Regions from separate parts of the Anas platyrhynchos genome. Here region 2 is linked to region 1. The links are chromatin contacts, called in public Hi-C maps. All regions are on one chromosome and are shown on one strand. The core of a region is the stretch at or near the end of the contact, and the rest is flanking DNA. Distances in the headings are between cores, read along the strand shown. Region 1 overlaps SLC45A1 (solute carrier family 45 member 1). Region 2 overlaps PARK7 (Parkinsonism associated deglycase).

Evidence for each region. Hi-C and Micro-C count contacts between places; a contact is called where the count stands out from the background.
Region 2: a contact with region 1 is called in a Hi-C map of F1 follicle, with 1.7 times the contacts expected there. The contact joins two enhancer-like sites. A contact is called at or near these places in 5 of 8 Hi-C or Micro-C datasets (F1 follicle, liver, skeletal muscle and 1 more).

Annotation. Positions count from the first base shown.
Region 1 is chr22:2,329,882-2,335,721 of IASCAAS_PekinDuck_T2T, forward strand. The region is part of intron 1 of SLC45A1 (solute carrier family 45 member 1); the gene reads right to left. Among named protein-coding and RNA genes, the nearest start is that of SLC45A1, 20 kb to the right of the region's middle. Within about 2 kb of position 3,175, at least 7 of the 8 cell types and tissues checked have an H3K27ac peak or open chromatin away from gene starts, as enhancers often do. A contact at or near this core is called in F1 follicle, where this site is marked.
Region 2 is chr22:2,363,856-2,369,695 of IASCAAS_PekinDuck_T2T, forward strand. PARK7 (Parkinsonism associated deglycase) reads right to left here. Exons shown (of 7, transcript XM_027443417.3): 7 at 5,268-5,718. The coding sequence ends at 5,558. Among named protein-coding and RNA genes, the nearest start is that of PARK7, 9.9 kb to the right of the region's middle. Within about 2 kb of position 3,401, at least 3 of the 8 cell types and tissues checked have an H3K27ac peak or open chromatin away from gene starts, as enhancers often do. A contact at or near this core is called in F1 follicle, where this site is marked.

The DNA of each region.
Region 1 (5,840 bases), core at 1,925-4,424:
CAAAAACAATTTTAATTCCAAAACATTCATGTTAAGGAAACAATATAGCTTAATGTATTTGGGACACAATCAGAAAACAGCATTTAGGATGGTAATTTTGCCTTTCTACTCCACCTAACTTATAGAAAAGTCTCTAGAACTTCAACATAAAAGATAGAACATTCTGGACAAACTTGATAATTATTTTACATATGAAATGTGTTTCTATTCCATTCTTTGAGATTTTATCATGCAAATCATGCAGAAATGGGTGACTAACCCTATCCCATCATCCACACAGTACAGAAGTGCTTCCTGATATTTAGACAGAACCTCTTGTGTTCCAGTTCACCTCTTATCCTGGGCACTGAGAACCACTACAGAGAACATGGTTTCATCTTTTTTGCACCCTCCCTCTAGGTGCAAAGGTCCTCCATGAGCCTCCTCTTCGTCAAGAGGAAAGTCCCAGCTCTCAGCCTCTCCTCACAGGAGTGGTGCTCCACTCCCTTTGTCATCTTGGTGGTGGGTTCATCTTGGTGGCTGGGTGGGTGATCTCTCTGAACCTGCTGGCAAGGCTTTGTTGCTTAATGCAGCTTGGTAGAAAGCCTCATAGGTCTGGTGTTCGAAATCTACTAACATTGTAAGTTCTTTCAGATCGCAAGATCATGCGATTTTAAGCTCATTTCCATGCTTATAAAGCAGTTGAGCTGACCTAACATGAATACATAGGCTGCCACAGGAAACTGAAGCACTACCAATTACCTGCAATTGGATACCGTTTTTCACAGAAACATTACAAGATGCTGGCAAAACGCAGATATTCACTTTCGGATCTATTTGCTGGTTGGCAAATTAACCTTTCACTTCAGGCTGCAACCATCCACCAGCTGACCTGCTGCTGGTTAAGAGCGATCCAAGAAATAACTACCCTGATGTCACTGCTTTCCTGGTTCTGCAGTTTGTGATTCACGTTTGCACCCCCGTACTCCCAGGCAGGCAACACCCGGCTCTATCCTTGGAGCTCTGATACATGCTGCTCCACAGCAGCTCTCCTTTCAGTCAACAACAAGCTCCAAATGCCTCAGGAAATCTCAGCAATAATAAGAGTTAACAAAGACTGACGAAGTGTTAGGGAAAAAAAAAAAAAAAAAAAAAAAAGTCTTCTACTTGGGATCTGGAGGAGAGGAGTGTGCATAGGGAGATGGCATTTTTCGAGGGAGGAGATCCCTTCCTGAGTGATGCTGTGGGCACTACAGGAAAAGCTGACATCTTAAACAGCAGCATACTGCCTATCAGGACACCCACTGCTTCCACAGCACCAAATGCTCCTTTCCCTCCAGGAAATTGTGTTAAATACGATGAGCCTTCAACACTTAAAGGGAGTTAAAATTAATTCATCTCTAGACTGTCTTTCTACTTGTAACATTTACTTACAGGTACAGCAGACATTATTTTAAAGGCATAACAAGATGTTCTTATTAACTATATCTGGAAATATACAAGGGTCACTGGTAGTACGTGAGCAATATCCAAGTCTTCTGCAGCAGGAGATTATGCAGGCTTCAAAATTATGAAAGGTCATCACAAAGCACAGTTGAAGGATAGTATGAACTGGTAAACATGGAAGAAGTAAATGGACTACCTACCATCTGAGTCAGATGAACAGTAAGTTCAGGTAAATTTATCGCATTTTAAAATCATATAATGGTTTGGGTTGGAAGGGACCTTAAGGATCGTCTAATTCCACCCCCCTTGCCATGGTTAGGGACACCAAACTTGTGGTTTTATTTATGCTGAGAACCTTTTAAAGAGGCCTACCTCAGCTAGAAATGCACGGTCATGGCAGTGCTGTGAGCTCAAGGAAACCAGTTGGAAGAATTTCTTGTGTTTGTACAAGGAACACCTCTTAGCAATTCCACTCTGGAACCAAGACATCAGTACAAAAAAATTATGCCATATCCAATCTCCCACCAAGCCCCATGGCAGCTTTGAGGAGTTCAGCATTGCAAAATGATTTCCTATGCTATAAGCAAAATACTTTTGAAAGGAATCTGACTGTGGGCAATCCTCAACAACCCTGCTGCACACACAACACTTCCAGGGACCAAGAAACATACTGCCTTTATTTCTGCCTGAACGTAGGACTCACTAAATTAAAGGCTTGCCTTTCTTCCACTGTAGCTCCATTAGTGCTGCCAGTAAAGAGAATTTATGCAGAGAGAAAAGGGACTGACATTTCTTCTACAATAAGGCCAACTGCCTCAGCCTGCCACATTCAATTAAATGTTTACTTCTTCGTTTCACAACTCAACAGGAAGTGGAAGGTCAGAGAGGCCCCATTGCAGAACAAAGAACCTGTCATTTAACTATTCACCTCAGACCAAGATTCCAGTGGGAGACTACTGCTTTCCTTTCCAACCTCCCTTCCTCCAGGAAACAGACACGAGGTAGCAATTCTTCCACTCTGGTTTCATTCCCTAGAAGAAACTGATCCTAAAGATCCTAAAAGAGTAATATTGCCAACATTTGTTCACTAAAACTGGTTAATGGATAAAAAGTAATCTCTTGAAACTATCCTTAAAGACTATGTTTTTTTTGGCACGCTTGAAAATGACAGCTATAGCAAAGATCAAGTTGGAAGCGTGCAGAGCTTCCTGCAACAAAAAAACTTCTCTCTACTTGAAATAGTGAAGACTCTACCCAAATTCAGAGTGCTTCAGAAGCCTCATTTGCCAGCATGAAAGTAAAATAAAAACAACTGTTTTAATATGAAAAGGACTGTTATTCTTGACTTGTTAGGAATAGACAAGCTGTGGTTTCGCACTGAGTTGAGAAGCTATATATTCATTTGGAAAAGCCTAATTCACTCAGCCACCTAATCTGTTAAAAAATAAAATAAAATAAAACACCTCTTAATCCACACATTTTCTCTCCTTGTTCAACCAGCAACATGATGAGAGGAAGAAAAAAATAAATCACTGAATTTAGCCAGTGGAAAGATACACAGCAGTAATCAATATAATATTTTCAAGAGGAATATGCATACATCAAATAGAAATCATGCAAGTTTCAGCTAATTGAGTTCTGTGGTAAAATAAATGTGAAATATTGAGCCCTGGCATGAATGTTGCTCTGATGAAACTTTGACCACATTGCTTCTGATGATCTGCACAGCCAGTTACAGGGACACAGCCTTGGATGAGCTGAGTCATACCCCTGCAACACCCCTTTCTCTTCAGTGACTACCAAGAAAACCGACAGCCAGCTCCAAAGCAGAACTCTACTTGGACAGGCAAATCCACCCTGCTGTCTCTTCCTAAGCACAACATGCAGTTCACAGATAAATCAATGACCACAGGGCTCTAAGAGGCTGCTGTCTCTAAAGTCTGGGAAATTTCATCTTCTTCAAAGGCCATAACTTCAAAACCACAAAATAAGACCTTTTCCTGCATACACAGGGAAATCACAAAACTGAGTAAAAACAAAGCAAAAACCCAAACAGAAAACAAAACACTGCTGACTGAGCAGACAGATGTTAATCAAACCTTCCACCCTCAGAGCTTTTTACATATAAAGGAAGCAATACTTGTTCTGGAGGTGGTTAAAAGCATGGGAGCCCCATTCAAACTGGAAATTAACCTGTACACCTTTCTGACATTGCAAATGTGTATTCAAGTCTTGGTATCATTAAAGAAGCTAAATAAATAAATAAAAATGTACCACTGACCTAAGACAGCAACAGGATTAGGCATATGCCTGGAAAAACACAGACTTCTTGAGGACTATGCAGTTTATAACTAGCTAGACACATAACTCAGTGACGCACTAAAGAGCCTTGGACACAGCTCAGAAATCTCTGTCACAAAACTGACCAGGACATGTGTGGGTCAGATATTCTGGCCACAAGTACTCTCCTTATCACTGGATTTGACCTTTGTAAATCACAGCAATCCATACAAGCAGGACTCCTCTAGGTAATGAGGCAAAGCTCAGCTTTTTGCTGTTTTTTTTTCATTCCCAAGTCAATATAACCACACGAGCAAAGAAAACATGGGATACAAACTACCTTGTAACCCCATAATGTCCTGTTCAAACAGCATTTTTAAGCTGTTCGGAGACTGAAATACCACCACCGATACTCACAAATGGATAATACAATACAGCGTGCCTTAAAAATAACATTGCATTCAGTTTTAATTCCACTGAATTAATCCGTTTTACAAAATGGGAAACGGATGCAAAAGGGCTATTACTGTACTATATTTCTAATCTTGTATTATGTAAAAAAGGTACTGACCTTCCGTCACACAAATAATGCAAATGGACTTAGAGTTGACATTGTATGCATAGTGTCACCCTAAGATCACGTACAGCACTAAAGATCTCATTTTCCTTCAGACTGAGTCAGAAGAGATCTCTCTCGCACACAAAATCTGTCAGGCAGATTTCTTTCTTGGAATGTTGGACAACTGCCATGTTACTTAAGAATTGCACACTATTCAGTCTCTTGGCTAACACAGAATTTGAATAGAAATAACCACAGTGGTTTGTTTTGTTTGCTTGTTTTGTTTTAAGCACTTACCATCATATTTTGTTCTTAAAAAAAAAATCAAAAAGCCAAGCTCCCTGCTTTAGATACTTATGTCTACTTGTGTGTTTCACTTGGCTGACTGTACCTACAGCTTTTTGGAGCTGAATCATTACAGCTTGATCGCACCAAGTAAATGATAATGACTCAGTCTCATGCAAACAAGCGGGAAAAAAAATATTTAGAAGAGCCTCACTGAGGTAAGTGGGCTGTGCTCCAGTAGGACACTGCTCCTCATCTTTAAAACCTTCTTGGAAGGGAAAATTGAGAACATTCAGCAGCAGCAGAACAGAACAAACATCAACTGTATTTTGCATAGAGCTTGAAAAAACTCCGTTTCTGCAGAGTACAGAGTGCTCATTTTGTGGTGCAGACTACATTAAAACGAAGACTACAGTAAGGACACTTCTATCCCTCTGTAACAGTCAGCACAGCAATTCAGGCTGTAATGCAAAACCTAATCTAATATAGCATATGTATGTTGAAAAAGAAAACAAAAATTTGTGTTGGAAGGGACAAAGATCATCTAATTGCAACAACATGAACCATCATCACCCTGTTCCAAGGAGCACACACAAACCATTCCCATCCTTCCTGATGGCAAACTGCCTGCCTGAGCCTACGGAGGCCACAGGGACTCACTGAGTGCCTCATAAGAAATAAATCACCACCGCTGTGGTTTAACCCCAGCACATAGCTAAGCAACATACGGCCACTCACTCACTCTCCCCAGGTGGGATGGGGGAGGAAATCTGACAGGTGAAAGTGAGAAAACTCATGGGTTGAGATACAATATGCTAGGTAAAGCAAAACCTGCATGTGCAAGCAAAGCAAAGCAAAACAAGGAGTTCACTCCCTGCTTCCCACCGGCAGACAGGTAGGTAGGTATTCAGCCACTTCCAGGAAAGCAGGACTCATCGCACAGTTATTTCTTGGGAAGACGAATGTCATCATTCAAATTATTGATTACAAGGATGAAAGTTATCTACCATTTGTTAATAGCTAGCAAAGAATATGGGAAAATACTGTTAAAACGGAAGCTATACCTATAAAGTTCTTCTAGGCATGTCATGAGCTTGGTTTTTTTTCCATTCTTAGGATCTCACCTGAGCATGACTAAAACAATAGCGGCGTTAACCTGCTTTGTAGATGCTAAATACTGCCATAAGATTGAACATCACCCAGACAACATGTAATTCATAGACACGCACTACAGTCATTTTCTGCAATGCACATTTTAAGCAATCCAAATTTCATATTTCCTAGAACTTTA
Region 2 (5,840 bases), core at 2,151-4,650, 34 kb after region 1:
TACTTAAAAGTGCTTAAAAACCTGTGCCATAACACTGCTAAGAACCCACACAAAGATTGGCCTCCACAAGGCTGTTGACAATATTATTTGTCCTACAAAAAGCTGTTTCCCCTCTGTATTTTTCTTAGGTGGAAAATGAAATTAATACTTGCAACCTTCCCTGTAAATCTGAGCAGTTTTAACCCTAATCCACAGTATAAGAAGGACATAAAACTAATAGGATGCGTCTAAAGGAGGGCTATGAAAGTATTCAGGAAAGAGCCATGGTGCTCATGGGCTAAGTGCCTAGTGTACACAGAGAAATTAAACCTTGACATCTTGACAGGGAGGCTAGCCCAGGCATTCTGTGCTACTGGATGTATAAAAGCACTATTTGGATTAAGTAAAACTGTAAGTTTGAGCCATCCTATAGCTCATTATATGTCACATTGAGCTGCTATTGCTTGGTATTTGCACAATACAAGCCAAAGACTAACAACTGAACACGTCTTCAGTTTAAAATGGTGCATTTGTTACAATTTCCCCATCTGATTTAGGAGCATGCTGATAGAAAAATGCCTAATAGTTTAAAATTACTGATCATTGGCATTGCTGTTCCTAGTTTTCCATTCATTTCTGAACTGCAATAGGCACAGTTACTACTGTACAAATACCACAAAAAGAGCTGTCTGAAATTGCATTTCCTTCTGCTGCAGCCTTGGTTTTGTTTTTAAAAGTCTGAATGATGTGGTAGGTTTGAAATGTTAAAGGAAAGTATCCTGATAGTCCAGGACAAAGTCACCAATTTTGCAAGGGCAGTTATTACAGTAGGGAGTAGCTGCTGATGGTGTCCAAACTGATAGTGTATCAGCTTAATCGTGGGATTCAGGATTAAGATGATGCCCACACCAGTCTTGGTGCAATTCCTACTCATCAAAATCATTAGTATAGACTGTGGCCCCTATGAACACTTCTAATAGTTGTAGAAAATGTTTCTACAACTGCCCATTCCCCACCCCAACCCCCTAGTCCAGCCTAATGTTTTATTTTCTTGATAACTTGTTTTCCTAACCTGTTTCTATTCATTTAAAACATAAAACATATGGTAAAGATTCTGTTTCTCATACTTCCTGTGCAATGAAAATCTAGCACACAAAATTTAATTATACTTATTAATATTTGCTAAATACCACTGCAGAGATTTCTGGCTGCTGAGTTTGTGATTAGTATTTGTATAAACTGAAAGAGGCGTTATCCCCACCCATCCTGCATTGTAATTCAGGCCTTGCATAATCCCCGCCCAAATGCCTATTTTCAACCACACAGCTCATTACTTTTTCTGAATCACATATGGAAGCCACACCTGTGATTGCTCATAGACTGTTGCTCTACTATTTATATATTGGTGTGCACCTTGATCCTAGTTGTGGTTAATTTTGGAAAAGGTGTTTTATATTCCGTATTTTAAGTGGTGTGCCACTGAAACATGGTAATTATTACTGCTATTCATTTCCTTACAAAGTGATTCAGAAGAAGAGTAGCTTCTCTGTTTAAAACCTGCAGCTTCTTTCTCAAGGTCACCCACCTTTATGACTGAATCCACAGTGAAGAGTGCAAATATACTGACATGAAATGTCAGAGAGAAAAAAAAAAAAACATGCCAAATTACCCCACCATCACCACCCTGAATCTACTCAAGGGTGCTAAGTGTTTTATCATGATGCCTGAAAACTTTGAGGCCCTCAATGCACAAAGTCTCTGGATTGAGCATAGGATACATGATCCTGACCCCAAAGAATGATCTATCCACCATCTACCCTGGTGACAGAGATGTGTATTCCTGTTACCTAAATAATTTATTTTGCCTTTAAAAATGTTTATTATTCTCACAGCAACTTGAAGGGCAGGGTCAGCATTACCAAGTACCTTTCTGGAAAGCAACAGGAACGTATGACCAACTCTACATACTTAGTCTTCAGGCCTAAAGTCCTCAGGAAAATTACACCTTTCAGAGAAGTCCCTGCTAAAAGACCACTTCATTTCATGCCACATTGTGTCCAGCTGTTGCATGGCAAGACAGCAGGTGGACCTTTGGGAGGATATGTGTTGTCCTCTACTGGCTGTTGAGCAAGGTCCAGAGGAAACCCAAGACACATACTAGGTTGCACCTGGTGACTTCATTTGTCATCTATCATTGACAAGTTACTCAAGTAGCTTTCCTGCATCCTGGCTGCACACCCCTGCACTTAGAGCTCAAGCAATTTTGAATTGGCATTGTATTATTATGATGCAGACTCTACATCACTTCAGTGCACCAATACGCACGTGGCAATGCAGAGGCTTCTAACAACTCAGGGCGGAGCTGAGAACACACGTGCACACCCTGACAGATACTGTGGCTCATTAGATTAAAAATAGCCCGAACTGCTTTTGCTTAGGGGCAGGGGAATGTCTTCTCACAGAGTCTTGTCTCATCATGTTTTAAGATTAAAAATAATAATAATTTAAAAAATGGAGTGGTCATTTAATTAAAAGCCACAGGGACAGACAGCCCTGTCTAAGATACGAGCTTTTAAAAACAGATGGCAGTGAAGTGAGTGATAGGTGAGTTCCTGCCTTTTACATAGGCTGATGGAGGACTGACATGGGGCTCTAAGACTGAGGAGCTAGCCTGAAGCAAGGATGAGCTGTTTAGCACCTAGCTTCAAGTTCAACAACTTAATGCTAGAGTTTTGTTAAAGACTGAGTCTAAACATCCATGTTTCTTTGGGGTGAGGAGACAGATGCAGTTTTCTCCTATAGGTTTTTTTCGTCATATGATGCCCTGTGCTGGATGTACCCCATCGCTCCCCAGTCAACCGGAGGCCCAGACTGCCTCTTTAGGGAGATAGACAGCAATGCAATCATAGCTTTAGATAACACTACAAGGCACACAGAAGTAAGCTCAAGATTGCTCAGTCTCTCAAGCTGCTGGTCAAGGGTGTTCTGGACCTACTGCCTCTCTCAGGTCATACTTCTCCTGTCATATGAGCCTAACTGGACAAACTTTTAATCAAAATCAGTCTCCCTGATAAGGCAGGATGCTACTGCATGCCTGGAGCAGTAAAATAAGTAAAGCTGCTGTGTTATAAGCAGTCCAGTTTACAATTTACAGCTTACAAAGCCTGAGCTTTACACTGGGAAATTCAGTGCAACATAACTGACATTCTAAAGCAACACGACAAGATGCAGGCGGTCCTGCTGGCTACAGCCCTGCAGATTCAGAAAAGCCGATATTCCCTCTACAACTGTTGCGCGCAAAGAAAACCACAAGCGGCCACGACCCTTCCACTGAGAACTAGAGGCCAAGGCCTGCCTCCTGGTTGCAGACACACACACTCGAGGAAATTCCTGCTGCCAACAGCACCTCCCCAGCGCGTTAAAGCCACGGGGGTGCCGCGGGCCGGGCCCCCCCAAGCCCCGCACGGGGGCGCGATAACGCTGCCGGCGGGGCCCGGACCCGGCGTTCAGGCTTCCCCTAAGGCGCCCCCTGCCGCTACGCTTTTCTTTATTATTTTAAGGTTTTCAATGCTCTGTAGTCCCCAGTGAAGGAAAAAAAAAAAAAAACACAGCACCAACCCTGTTCTCCTCCCATCCCCGTTGGATCTCCCCTGTCCGTGGTGTGTAGGTTCCCATCCTCCGACTGGCCTTGGACACCTCGTATTTCTGCCCCAAGAGATTTATGTGAAAGCTAATAGCAAAGCTCGTAGAGGATCTCAGAATTGCATTATTCCTGGTTTCCTTCTTGAGCAGCAGTGTTTTCTACTCTTACTCTCACTGAACTCACACCTCCAGGCTTACTTCATTGCTCACTTTTTTTTTTGATGACTCCTGTGCTATGTTTACAACCCCTTGGTCTTTGGCATCACCCATACCAACTTAAAATCATTCCTTGATTTTTAGGTGCTCTGTCACCCTCACAATAAAGAAGTGCCCTCATACATTCAGACGGAATTTCCTGTGCTTCACTTTGTGCCCACTCCTGTCCTGTCACCACTGGGCACAAAAATAAAATACTAAATGCTTGGTAATAAAATATTTCTGGAAGCCTAAATGCAATACAAGCATGGAAATATTTTCCTTCTACTGCTATAAAGTGCTACAGTCCAGAAATGCACAGCTTTTCCTGTATTCTGAATCATGCCCATTTACAAAACAAATGGTTATTCCAGGTTCCAGAAGAATCTCTCCATAATTCAGTTTACATTTGCATGGCAATACCAGTTAGACATGTAGATGTAATGAACAAGCCTGTCCAGTCTTAAACAGATTGCAATTTTTGCTTATTTTGAGCGTATTTCAAAGCTAGTGACAATATGAAAGCTTTTCTGAACAAACTGGAGGAAGAGCATATAGCTAAAGGAGTTCTCCCAGTAAATACTAACACTACAGAGACACTGGTTAATTCTAAGCATGCAAAAGTACCTATGTATTCCATTATCAAAATGCAGTAAACGAGAAGCAACTTGTACTTGTTTTCCCTTAAAATTACCAATCGTAAAGGAACCGATGCAGTCATTTTCTGAAGTTCAGACTACACTTCAGATGTATGCAAAACCGAGTCTCTAGACGCTGTGGCAAATTCAGAGTTCACTGAGGTGTCATTAAGCATTATTGCTGTCAGTCAGAATATAGTTACTTGGTACATGAAAGGTAATAGACAAAAATCGTTCCCAAATTCTTAATTCTCATGGAAATATGTCTGTACTACTTCCTCTACAGAGCTATCCAACAACTCCTCTAAACCAGCATATGCTCACTTAAGCCAGGCTTGAAGCAAAATTTCATTTCCAAAAAGCAGAAAGAAGCACTGCTTCTGGTGGTAAACTGCTAAGTCCAAAACTTCGTATTTTATGTTGATGGTTAGCTGCCTAAACAGCTTGATGAATCCACAATCATTTAATTTAGAAAACAAAATCAAATGGTATCAATGGCATGGGCAAGCTCCTAGCTACAGGAACTGTAGGCTGCTTAATAAGAGAACATTCCCACTTACATGCTACATTAGAATTAGTTACATTCTGCATTAGAATGACGATTACCTATTGGCCTTATTTATATAATGCAAATTAAATAGTGTTTTCAACAAATTATAGGTTACGATTTAACAATTAATTTGGGCTCATACTTCAAAAGAACAATGTGAAATACTAGATAGAAATTGCTTTGAACAGTACATTGTTAGCCATGATGGTAAAAAGGTGCCACAGGTCTGGGATGGGAGAAAACACAAAGAAACACCACACAAGCAGAGTTGCTTCATTTTTATTTATCACTAAACATTTGTCCATGTGATTTTTAAATGCCATCCAAGAGATAAGATTATTAAAAGCTGGCTTCTTTTTAGTGATAAAGCTTTTTGCTAACAGGATCCAGGAACAAAGACCACTAGTTTGTAAGACGTCCCAATACAGGTGAGTACTGCTGCTAATTTCAACCGCAATTAAATGGGATTTACAACAGTGCATCTTTTTGTTATTCTACAAAGGATAAGATTCTCCTTCTGAAATTGTTCTAATCCCTGTCCCACACCAACTCTTCACTCTTTCAATACTAGGGGTGCCTTCACCTGTTCGGCCACTTCCTTCCCCATCAGTGTTTCAACAATGGCCAACCCAAACTCAAAGCTGGTACCAGGGCCACGGCTGGTGAGGATGTTCCCATCTTTCTCCACGCGGCTCTCGGAGTAGCAGTAGTGAGCTGGGGGTGGTGGTGGTGACAGAATAGAAAGAGAATCAGTCTCCAGCACAGATCCACAGATGCCACAGAGCACAAAGCTGTCTCCCACAGGGCACTGCCCACAGGCTATGGCAACTAAGCAG